2 separate regions of the Gossypium hirsutum genome follow, and region 2 is linked to region 1. Evidence: chromatin contacts called from public Hi-C data. All regions are on one chromosome and are shown on one strand. Each heading gives the region's core, a stretch centred on a gene start, on an enhancer-like site or on the middle of the called end of the contact. The rest is flanking DNA. Distances are from core to core; before and after follow the strand shown. Region 1 holds the start of LOC107948421 (probable small nuclear ribonucleoprotein G). Region 2 holds the start of LOC107924501 (transcription repressor OFP6).

What was found. Hi-C and Micro-C count contacts between places; a contact is called where the count stands out from the background.
Region 2: a contact with region 1 is called in a Hi-C map of leaf, with 2.8 times the contacts expected there. The contact joins the promoter of LOC107924501 here to the promoter of LOC107948421 in region 1. A contact is called at or near these places in 5 of 34 Hi-C or Micro-C datasets (callus, hypocotyl and leaf).

What each region holds. Positions count from the first base shown.
Region 1 is chrA04:51,815,370-51,821,653 of Gossypium_hirsutum_v2.1, reverse strand. LOC107948421 (probable small nuclear ribonucleoprotein G) reads left to right here and starts at 2,916. Exons shown (of 4, transcript XM_016882960.2): 1 at 2,916-3,133; 2 at 3,231-3,253; 3 at 3,999-4,084; 4 at 4,201-4,553. The coding sequence starts at 3,099. The coding sequence ends at 4,263.
Region 2 is chrA04:52,258,361-52,264,596 of Gossypium_hirsutum_v2.1, reverse strand. LOC107924501 (transcription repressor OFP6) reads left to right here and starts at 2,697. Exons shown (of 1, transcript XM_016854987.2): 1 at 2,697-3,982. The coding sequence starts at 2,978. The coding sequence ends at 3,589.

The sequences.
Region 1 (6,284 bases), core at 1,667-4,166:
ATTAAACATACATGTTTAATTATTTATATTTAATCATATAATAAATTATTGATATAATTAATATAATTTTTTTTTATTTTAATAAATTATTTAATATTTTAATTTTATTTTAATAATAAACTTTAAAAATAATAATTTTAAGTAATATTCTTAACATATTATTGAAAATATTTAATATTAATATTTTAATAATAAATATTTATTACAATTATAAATATATTAGGAAAAAATATTTTGTAGTATAAAGGTTAAAATATGTCAGAAGTGCTGGATATGGTATCTTAAGTGTAGTATTTTTATCTAAGTAGACTTGTAATTTTTCAAGTAGATAAGTTAATAAAATTATTCATGAATCACATTAATACTTTGTATAATTGTCCTCATATGATTTTTGCACGCAAAGCAAAATTTAGCTAAAAGTATGAAGCATAGAAAAATTTAGCTTCAAAACTTTTCCCAAGGTTAAGATATCAATGTTTTGATGTGGTGTAGTACTAGTAATGCACTTGGTTAATATTATTATGTGGTGAACAATTAATTTATTATTCAATCACTTTTTTTTATAATACAATTAGGAATCATCTATTCGCTTTAGTTATTTTCAATTTATGACTGTTAATATTCTAACTTAAAATTGACTAATATTATATATTTAATTTTATTTATTTATTTATAAATAAATCATGCAAAAGCAATGTAAAAGATAAATTTATAGATATAAAATGAACTCAATTATAAATGAAAAGATAAGAAAATCTCAAATATATATTTGTTTCATTGAAAATGGCTTTTATGAAATATTTTCAAGAAATCTGTCAAATAACAGAAATTATTTTACACAGATTCATCCAAACACCAAAAAATATTAACTTTTCCAAAAAAGTAAGTTATTTTCCAGAAATTATTTTCCAGAAATCATTTTCTGAAAACCATTTTCAATTAAACAAATGGAGCCAAAAAATTTAACAATTTCCTTTCAATAATTTGGGCCTCTTTAACCAAAAGATTCATGGATCAAATTTGATGATGAGCCTATACTTTTCATTCTACCATCAGTCACGAGGGAATTTGCTTAACCATGCCTAAACTATCTAATCATAAGTCAGAACAAGGATCTTAGCCATTACCGATAGCTAAATTGGCCCAGCTATCGTCCACTCAACAATTTCTTTGTTGTGATGGGTTTTTTTAATCAGTAACTCATCAATTGTTTTCATTTGTTTCACTGTTTGCTGAAAGTTATGTATGTTATCGTTATCACTGTCCTATTAACTTAGAAGAGATTTTTTTTTTCTTTCCATCCATGATAATTTTCTCAAAGAAATGAATTGTTCAACATATCCTTGTTAAGAAAGCAATTTAGAGGTAGAAATTAAATATATGGGCTGGAAAAGGGGGGGGGAAGGAAACATTAATTCAACCGTGGTTTTGTGGGTTTAACCCAACACCACAAGCATGTGAACAATGGTATAAATAACCAACTAAAGTTCACGAATAGTCAGAGGGCCCATAGAGAAAGTTGCATTGACCTCACCTTACTGGCTGATAAAGTTTCCACCGCCCCAACAACAACACAAGTCCCAACCAATTCGATTTCAGTTTTGTCCTCACTAAAGAAATGGCCGCCTAACGAGATTGGCAATTTGGCATTGCTCTATATGAAATACAATTTGATGAATTAGTTCTTTCAAGTATGAAAGTGAAAGGGTTTGCTAAAAGACAAAAGAAAGTGAAAGGCGAAATAAGCAATATGCCAATATCCCATTCATACCAATTTCATACCTATTAATGAAAATTGAAATACATGGAACATGTGAGGAAATGGGTTTTGTAGTTGCCTTTCAAGCAGTTTCCTATAAAGTATTAATGGAGTTGACTGCCATTTCTTAATTCCATTAAATGCAATTCGAGTGAATTAATAATTTTTAGCTTGTACCAATGTGTCATAATTCCCAAGAAATTATAAAAGATGTCTAATTTTAACAATTTTACTTTCAATAATTTGGGCCTGTTTAACCAAAAGATTTCTGGGTCAAATTTGATTATGGGCCTATGCTTCTCACTCTATCACTACTCACGAGGGAATTTGCTTAACCATGCTTAGGCTTAACATCTAATCATAAGTCAGAACAACGATCTTAGCCATTAGCCAATAGCTAAATTGGCCCAACTATCATCCACTCAATAATTTCTTTGTTGTGATGGTTTTTTAAGCTGGTAATTGATCAATTGTTTCCATTTGTTTTACTGTTTGCTAAAAGTTTTGCATGTCATCGTTATCATTGTCCTATTAACTTAAAAGAGCATCTTTTTTTTCTTTCCATTCATGATAATTTACCCAAAGAAATGAATTGTTCAACATATCGTTGTTGAGAAAGCAATTTAGAAGTAGACATTAAAGATATGGGCTGAAAAAGGGGGGAAGGAAATGTTAACTCAAATGTGATTTTGTGGGGTTAACCCAACACCACAAGCTCGTGAACAAATGTATAAAGAATCAGCTAAAGTCCACAAATGAGCAGAGGAGCCATAGAGAAAGTTACCTTGACCTCACCTTACTTGTTGACAAAGCTTCCACCGCCCCCAACAACAACACAAATCCCAACCAATTTGGTATTGCTCTATATGAAATACAATTTGAGGAATTAGTTCTTCTAATTATGAAAGTGAAAAGGTTTGCTAAAAGAGAAAAAAAAGTGAAAAGGCCAAATATGTAATATGCTAATATCTCATTCTTACCAATTTTACTATCTACTAATGAAAATTGAAATACATGAAACTTGTGAGAGAGAGATTTTACAATTGTATCTTGCAATTTCCTATAAAGTATTAATGAAGTTAACTGCCATTTCTTTATTCTATTGATTGCACTTATAGTGAATTTAATATTTTTTTAACTTGTTCCAATGTGTTGTATTTTCCATTAAATGCAAGGGTGCTTGGTTTAGTGGTACGATTCTCGCGGTACCCCCTTTCCATTTCTTTTTATTTTCTTAACATTTCTTTTAGTCATATATTTTTCGAACCTAAAAATCCAATTTCATTTTCCTCCTCCCATAACCCTACTCTCCTCTCTTCCAAACCAAATTTCTGACGCAATGAGCAGATCCGGCCAACCTCCAGATCTCAAAAAGTATGTTTTTCTTCACGCTAATTTCAACACTTCTCTTTTCTTCATCCGCAGTATTTCGATTTCTAATTATACTATTGGTGTTATTTGTACGCAACAGGTACATGGACAAACAACTCCAGAGTAAGTTCTATCCTGTTTCCTTCTTTGCGATTACCTATTTCAGTTTTATGCTACTTAGTTTTACATTCATTTGATGATGCTTGCCTTTTGTGGTCGCTAAATTATACCCGAATTTGGTTAACTAGGTTTCTCGTACATGTTGATAGATGCCTCTTTAAGCTGAGTCCGGTCGAATCCAGTGTTTTGGCATATAAAGCTGAAAGGGTTCTAATTGTAGGTGTAATAGTTCAATTGTAATAGTAAGCCGGTGTCCTCTGTCCATTTTCTGTCACTTAATTGTGATTTAAATCTGGGTGTTTTTTGTTGGGTGCTGTCTTTGCATTTTTCCCCCTCACTGGTTGGCTTATATGTAAGGCTTGAGTCGGAAGTGACCGGCCCCATGGAATTTTATTTTTTCTTGTTTATTAGTGTTTGCATGTCCAAGAATCTATCATGTTGGTCATAATTGAAGTTTGAAAAATTCATGTTTCAACAGTAGGTTGAAGAATCCATGTCTTTGTTTGTTAGGAATTTACTGCTGATTCTTGTGTTGATCTCGTAAGTTGCCCACTAGGCGGACGTATGTAAGATAAGAAGTATAAAAGGGGAAAGCCTTGTAATACTACATATGCAGAACATAAAAAAAAATTACTTTTTGTTGCCTATGAGCTTGCAGATTGTTGATTTACCTACGTTGTAGGTTTGTAACATGCATGAGAAGGAATTGATTTAATTGTGTGAATTATACTGTTATTTGATGCTGCAGTCAAGCTGAATGCTAATCGGATGGTTGTTGGTACACTTCGTGGGTTTGATCAGTTTATGAATCTAGTGGTTGACAACACCGTGGAGGTGAATGGCAATGAGTCTTTTCCCCGCCTTAAATACCTTGCTTAATGCTTAAATTGCCATTCAGGGGATATGCTTTCATATTTAGCCTTGTTTTAATTGATATCAATGAATCGCAGGTTATCAGAGGAAATAGCGTTGTTACTGTTGAAGCACTTGAACCTGTAGGCAGAATGCAGTGATTCGGTTTTTTCTACTGGAAATTCCGGAATCACTTGATGGTATCTCTTCCATTCTCTGGTGGTTGGATAACATAGATGCTGGCCTCCTAGTTTGTGATGGACTATTAAATTTAGTTAAGAACTCATAGGAACTTTAGACTGTTTTTGGTGGATTCTGCTCCTTTTCCTTATCTGTACCGGATTGATTGCCCTTGAGCATTCCGAATAGGTTTAATTGAATGTAGAGAAGGGTAGTAACAGTGATACTTACCATCTTAAATGCTCAGGTCTAGAGTGAAACTTATGGTGCATATGTTAAAGCTTGTTTCTATTCCTTGATGTGTTTCAATGCATCCATTGCCGTAGTTTGATAGCTCCGTCCTATCTTTGAGCAATCGAACCATGATTCTGAGCCTCAACTACCCCAGCTCTTAAAAGAACTAAATCAGCCTTTTACTATGGATCCTTACCCTAGATGGAACTGGTTTGGAGATATCAAAAGTGAGTGGAGGATCATAGTACTGAATGACAAATGAGTATTCATCATCACTGTATGATTTCTCAACGAAAAGGATATTTCTTTGATGCCCAATCATTGCTTGTATTTCAAGTCTCAATTCCAAAAATTCTAAGCTACCGATACCAAACCCCAAAAGCATAACAACCGACGAAGCAAACCGAAAACCTGATTGTCCACATCAAGCAAGCCAAAACGCCCAACACCAAATACCAGTGAAGTGGTTTTTCTTCTACTACATCCCTAATTTTTTTCCTCTTTTTAAAAAATTCCAAAAAAAAATAATTTGCCCGTTTATTCAAAATTCAGTTTATTTCAATTAATGAAAGAGAATATGTACTTTGTCCCTTAAACTTGTTCAATCTAAATTTTCTTTTGTCTTAGTTGCTAATTGAATTTGAATTCTATCACTAAGTTAAGTACTTTTGCACTATCATTGTTAGTTTGTATTGATGTGGTTTTGATAGCCAATTTGGGTGTGGCATGTGGTAACCTCTCAATATGTCACATGCTAAGCATAAATTTAAACATTAAAAATATTTAAAATTATATAAATTCATAAAAAAAAGTAACTCTTTTTACATCAAGAATGAACTTAGGACAAATGATTGTTCAAATTCATTCTAGATGTATATTTTAGTAAGTTTATATTTTTTTTCTTTTTATTATAAAATATAAGTTTTTAGGTAATTATTATTTTAAATATATATAAACTATAAATTTAGACAAATATAAAAATATATAAAAAGCCTATAATATTTTTAAATATATATAATATATAATAGAAATTAATAGAAATTTATAAATTTTAAAAAATAAAAATATAAAAAAATAATTAATTTATAAATTTATAAAATATATATATAAAAGAACTAAAAGTCATATTTACATTGAATTTGAATAAATTGTTGTTTAGATGTATTTGAATCTAGATAATCATCTATCTAGGATCATTCTTGATATAAAATTATTTTACATTTTTTTATTATTTATATATATTTTAAATTTTATATATTTTAAAATTTTTAAAATAATAATATAAATAAATTGGCATTTTATAAAAAAATCATATAAATGAATAAAAATGTAATGACCCAATTTCCAATGGTGTCAGAAATTGCAGTTTCGAGATCTCTTTTCTGTAAACGAAGTCTGTAAATATTTAATAGAGATATTTACGGAGTTATTATATCAATGAATTGAAATTTAGTTAAGTGATTTAACCAAAGTTGTAAGTAATTATGACTTAACGACTCAATTGTAAAAGTTTAATCACAATAGATTTTTAATTAGATTAAGACTTGGGGACTTAAATACCAATTAACCAAAGGACAAAAAGGCAAAAACACCTCTTTTATATATTTTTTAGTAGACGGCCTGATGTATGTAATTAGTTTATGTAATTAAAGTTTAAATTAACTAAAACTTAATTAATTAAACTAATTAACTATTAATCAAGTGTGAATATATATATGAAATAGTGGAACGAAAGATGAATTCCATCTTCTCCAACCGTCCAACAACT
Region 2 (6,236 bases), core at 1,448-3,947, 440 kb before region 1:
ACAACTTTGTTCTCCCTCTCTTTTCCTTTCAACACTTTCGGGTTTGGAAAGTTCTTCTCGATTTTTTGGTTCTTTTTGTGGTCTTTCTTTGGAAGATTATTTTAGCTTCTCCCTACCCTCAATCTATTCTTGGCTGACCGATTCTCTTCTTCTTTTTCCCTCTCTCTCAATCGGTTTCTTCTTGACTGATTGCTTCTCCTTCTCTGGCTCTCTCAAACGGCTGTACTTGGACGAATACTATTGCTTCTCTTACCCTCACTGTGCCGACTTTCCCTTCATTGCTATCTGTCGTTTCTGTAGTCATTCCTTTTCATTGGTTTTGCATTTTGGTAAGTCTAACTTTCAGTATGGGTGTGATTCTTTTTCTTTCATTGGTTTTGCATTTTGGTAAGTCTGACTTTCAGTATGGGTGTGATTCTTTTTCTTTCTCCCTCTTTGCCATATTAGTATTGCACCTAACATCTTCCTGTGCTGTTGTTTTCTGATAGGGGTGCAATTGTTCCATTTTGCCTCTATCATATTGTGTACTTTCAGCTCTTGTGTCGGTGTAGGCCGATTGTTTCTTTCTTCTAATATGGACTCTGTGTTTTTGGTAAGTAATGATTCATCTATTTCAAGCTGTTCATTTGATTAATGGTTGATAAGGTTTGGTTGGAATGTAGGTAACCCCTAAGGCCTAGTGATTAGTCTCTTACAATGGATTAAGTGTGCAAGCCTTAATCGATCGATCTAAACAAGTGATAGATAATTTTTTGGATAAGTTTTTTGGCTGGGGTTTTTGTTAATTCGATTAGTAAGCGATTAACCGAAGCTTGTGATTGAATATAGGTTGGAATGCTCGTGGACTATTTGCACACTTTCGCAAACAAGGTGTGTAAACACTATCTAATCTATAGAAATCGGCAAAAGCAGGAATGAGCAAACGATGACGCTACACGGGCGTGCGCTCGCTTGTGTAGTGGCCCGTGTGACTAAACATGGGTATTTGATCGATGAGGCCTGCCATGGTCGATTTCATGGGCTGAGGTCGTCTTGGGCCATTTCGTGCTGAACTGAGCCGTGTGGGCCACACTGGCACGTAGGCCCCACCCAGGTAAACCACACGAACATGTGGAGAATATTAAGCTAGGCTGTGTAATCCACATGGCCAAGGCCATTTCTAGGCTATGTGGGCCACACGGGCATGTGGGCCCACATGGGCCGTAATATGAGCCGTGGGCCCGTTTTCACTATTTGACTGTTAAGGTTGCACGGATCGCCCGAGACGAATGTGGACCTATTGTTGGGTTGGTAAGTGTACCTAGACTCTCTAATTGATAAAATAACTGAAATACCCCTACATGGTAAAATGACTGATATGCCCCTATGAGATGTATGATTATGTTTGAGCATGTCATTTTATATATACTGATCACATGTATGATATTATGACATGATGCATGATATGTTGCATAGGGATGGGATTTATTGTGATTGGAGGAAGTGTACTGTACTGGCAGCTCTGCTGCAAATACTGATTAGTGTCGTAACCGGTACTACTTGGAGTGTAGGGATGGGTGGGTTGATTTTATCCACACGTGGAGTGTAGGGTTGGACGGAGATGGAGTGTAGAGGCTGATTGGCAAGGATTTATTGATTGCATATCTGTACTGTACCGTTACTGAGATGGGCTCAAGCTCACACTGATATTGATACTATAATGGGCTAAGGCCCTGACTGAAATTGAACCATGACTGAAGTGGGCTTAGGCCCAGACTGTATATACTCTCTGATTAATTATCTGATATGGGATTACACATTGAGTTTTCATAACTCACCCATCTGTTTATTTGTACTGGTAATCCCCAGGCGGGTCGATACTGCGAGGGAGTCGAAGGTGGCCACACAACTGTGCGGACTTTCTTATTGGGTTTTAAATTACAAATGGTTTTATTTTGGGTGTTTTTAATGTAATAAGGCCTCTATAATTTTTAATCTTTAAGTTTGGGGTTTTATTTATTTTGATTTATATCTGCTAGTAGTAGGATGCGAGTTTTGAAAAAGATAAATATTTTCCAAATTATCACGTTTACGCAACATGTTTTTTTAAGCTTTCACAAGAAATAATATTTTAAAATTAATAATAAATTTAATATGGATAACTTTTTGTCAAACGACTTAAGTTTTGAAAATAAACGAGATATCCTTAAATTTTTGCTAAGATCACAAAGAGGTTAAATATAGAACGAGTTTTTCAATGATATTATACTTTAGAAAAACACTTCAACGTGATATCGCTAGATTCAACGATAATATTTAAGCTAAGTTTAGGGTGTTATATCACCTACGTAAAATAGAAAAAAATAAGGCTGAAAAAATACTTAACATAAATGGTGTTCAATATGAGGTTTATACAATCATTGGTGAAGCACAATCAGGGAGCACCGAGGCAGAAGAATTTTGTCCCATTTTAAAATACATGGAACCAGATTAAAATTTGGGATAAAGTTGAAGAATTATTCATGACAGTATATTAAAAAAAGAAACCACCTTTTAAGGTACCATCAGCTTAAAAAATCTAATTAAAGAAATAATATGAAATAGTTATATACAGAAAAGTCTGATCCCTATAGATCATTCTTGCTGTCATGTCAGTTTGTGTAATTAAAAATGCAACAAAATCGAAGGCATTGAAAAGACATAGTAAAATTGGACGGCAGTGATTAAATTGTCGGAGAAGTGAAAGTCACAGAGCAGTGAGGGTATCAGCTATGGACCCTCCTTGCTCACATGCAGGATTATAGGCAAAAATCTCCGTAGTTGTAGAGTCCAATGCTTCAGTGTGAGTCAGGCCGACGCCTCATCCCAACTCCAAAACCACCCTTTTTAGACTAATCTCTTCTGCCCTTCCGTCTCTCTTTCTATTTTATCTCATCAACCTTAAACCTCAACTCTAAACAGTAAAAAAGCTTCTCATTTTTCCTTCATCTCTGCTGCAATGTTAAGCGACAAAAAAAAGCTGATCCTTAACACCGTTTCAGTCAGCATAGGCTGCAGCAGCTGCAAGAGATCCAAGCTCGCTAGTTTTTTCAGCCCCAAACCCAAATCCAAATCCAAACCCAAATCCAAACCCAAATCTAATTCCCAATCTCTTTACAACTCTTCTTCTTCGAGCTCTTCCAAGAAAGCAGCCACCCATTACTATTTCTCGGAAACCGCCACCTCTTTTTCTCCCAGCACTGACACTCCTCGTTGCTGGGACATGGACACCGATGACACAGACCACGACAGTAAGGGTTCAATGTCAACTGTACGAGGTTTTGGTCGTGTCGGAGGGGAGAGTCTAGCAGTGGAGAAGGACTCCGACGACCCTTATTTGGACTTCAGGCACTCCATGTTGCAAATGATACTGGAGAAAGAGATATATTCGAAAGATGATTTGAGAGAGCTTCTCAACTGTTTCTTGGAGCTGAATTCGCCTTATTACCATGGGATTATTATTAGAGCTTTCACGGAGATCTGGAACGGGGTTTTCAACGTCAAGCCTGGTGGTGGCGGCGCCGTTGCTTCCCCAGAGCTGCATTTTGGGTTCAGGCCATGTGACTTCTAGGTGTCGCTGTTGCTACGTTATCTATGGTCTCTTTCTCCTTTTTTTTTTCCTTGGCTTCAAGTACAGTGCAATAGGTTAATAATAAATTAGTTAAATGTCTGACTATTGCTTATAAACGCTTGTTAAGGTAGTATTTAAAGAAATATTTTCGAGTTTAATGCAATAGTAAGTTGTGAATGTGAAGGCTTGGAAATATTTCTTTAAATAAAATCATTTTAACAAGTGTGTTTATGGCACTTTTTAACTTACTTCATTAATATCTCGTCTCCCAACATTAAAGGTAGAGAAGTAGAATGCGTAAAAGACCCACTAAAATATAGTATTGTGGGTCATATACATTTAGAAGTTAATATTTGAGCTTTGGAAATGGAAGACTGTTCTATTATTTACTTCTGACAAGTTGAAAAATATGTAAATGATGGTGAAGTAATCTTGATGGTACATGAAGAGTGAGCTTAGATACCATTTTAGCATCAATTATGAAACTTATTAGGCCCAAAAGTAGAAGAGATTTTGGGGGCATTTATCCTCTTTTGGAAAAAGATACATGGCATGTTTTTATTGGTAGTAAACTATATTTGAGAAAGGGCAGGTTAATGGATAATAAGCAAGTCAAGCTACAAGGATTCGGTGGTGACCTGATGGTATATGGATTGCATGAGAGTAGCATTCATGTATTATGGTATATTTAATTAATATAATTTGTATGCTGGCATTGGGATTTGAAGAGCAGTAATAATAAGAGAAGAGTGTCGTTTTTGCAAATGCTGAAACACAGCTGCTTCAATTCAATGCGGCTTTTAATCGGAGTAATTTTCATGGCAGGCTTTTTACATTTTCCAACACAGTAATCCCTGTTGTTATTGAATTTAACGCTCCACTTTTATTTGTTTATTACCAAATAAAATAATAATAAAAAGCAGCATTTCATAACTTAACCAAGAGTCCAAAACCCTTCTCATACAATTCCCACAATCATGATCATCCGTCATGTTTGAACTTTTTTTTCTTTTGTTTAAATTTCATGTAATTTTATAGAATTATCAAAATACATTAAAATTAATTTTTATATATATATATAAAAAAAAGAGTTTTTGATAATTTACAATTGAGATGAAACCTTGTTATTGGATGGTACTAACTTAGTCAAATATTTTATAATAATATAAATATATTTTTTAAAATTTATCTAAATATAAAAAAGACATAAATACATTCAAAATAATTTATTACTTAATATATAAAACTTTTTTTTATAAAATTTACAACTAAATCGAAATCTCTTATTGAGTGAAATCATCTCAGTCTAACATATTTAGTAGTTTTAATAAAATGTAGATTAAAAATAGGTAAGTAATTTTATTAAGGGTTCAAAAAAAAATTAAATTTAAGGGTAAACTACATTTAAGGTCATTGAACTATTAGTAAGTTTACATTTTGATTACTCAACTTTAAAATGTTACAAAATGATCACTAAACTATTTAAAGTTTTCATTTAAGTTATTTGATAGTTAAAATCTTCATGGTATGACTTTTTCCTCTCTCACCTCCGACATCAATTGAAGTTATTTGATAGTTAAAATCTTCGTGGTATGACCTTTTCCTCTCTCACCTCCGACATCAATTGAAAGGGTAAACTTCCTTTACTCTTTTATAGTGTAGTTTTTCTTTTTATGAAATAATTTTAAACGCTATAAATCTATGAACTAAAATTCAAATAGCTTTTTTTTCTGATCTTTGGTACTGACCATTAGATCAATTTGGATTTGAAATATGTGCTACTCTTTAATAGATATTGTTCTAACATATCAATCATCGAATCATTATTCGAAACTCATAGGTTAAACTCTAAATGAAAAAAAACTTAACCACCTATTGATTTAAATAAAAATATTCAAATAATTTAATATTTTATAATTTTTTATTAAATGAAAGTTAAATCTCAAGATAGTTGTGGGGAACAGCAGTGTGCAATGGCAATTGACAAAGATGGTTGCTTCTTTCTTCTCAGTATCTCATAATTATATCATAAACAACTGATGTTGTCTCTTCTGAGCTGATCAATATGGTCTGCATTTCAAGTGATGGTGAAAATGCAAATACGATCAAAATTGACCTCAGAATCATTTTTGGTTTAGGGCCACTGAGTGAGTTTCATCAGCCTCTTTCACTCTTTTCTGTTTCGCTGATTGCAAGCTACCCAATACCATCCCTCTATTCTTATTTTATTTGCTATCTCAAACACTACGTTCTACATTCTATTACATTTAAAGGGAAAGATATGTACCATATTTTCCCAAAATAATTATTAAACTATACATCCATAATAATTTTATCCTAGTGAAAGGAGTAAGCTATTATTTTCCATATTAAATATTATATTTTATAATTATGAGGTGGGGTTGAATTTGAGCTCATTAATCACGGCTAAACACTTTAATTTCGACCAAAAAATATTACATTTTACCCATAACTTTTAATTTATAATACAAGTTTACTAACGGGGGAATGCCGATCACAAGTTTCAAAAAGGAAAAAAGCCTCAACTCAACCCAAATAAACTAGCAGACGATGACAAAACTTTATGTGGTTGTGATGAGTAGAAAGTTTGGACAATTGTTGCATTTTGATTTGGAATATAAAGTGG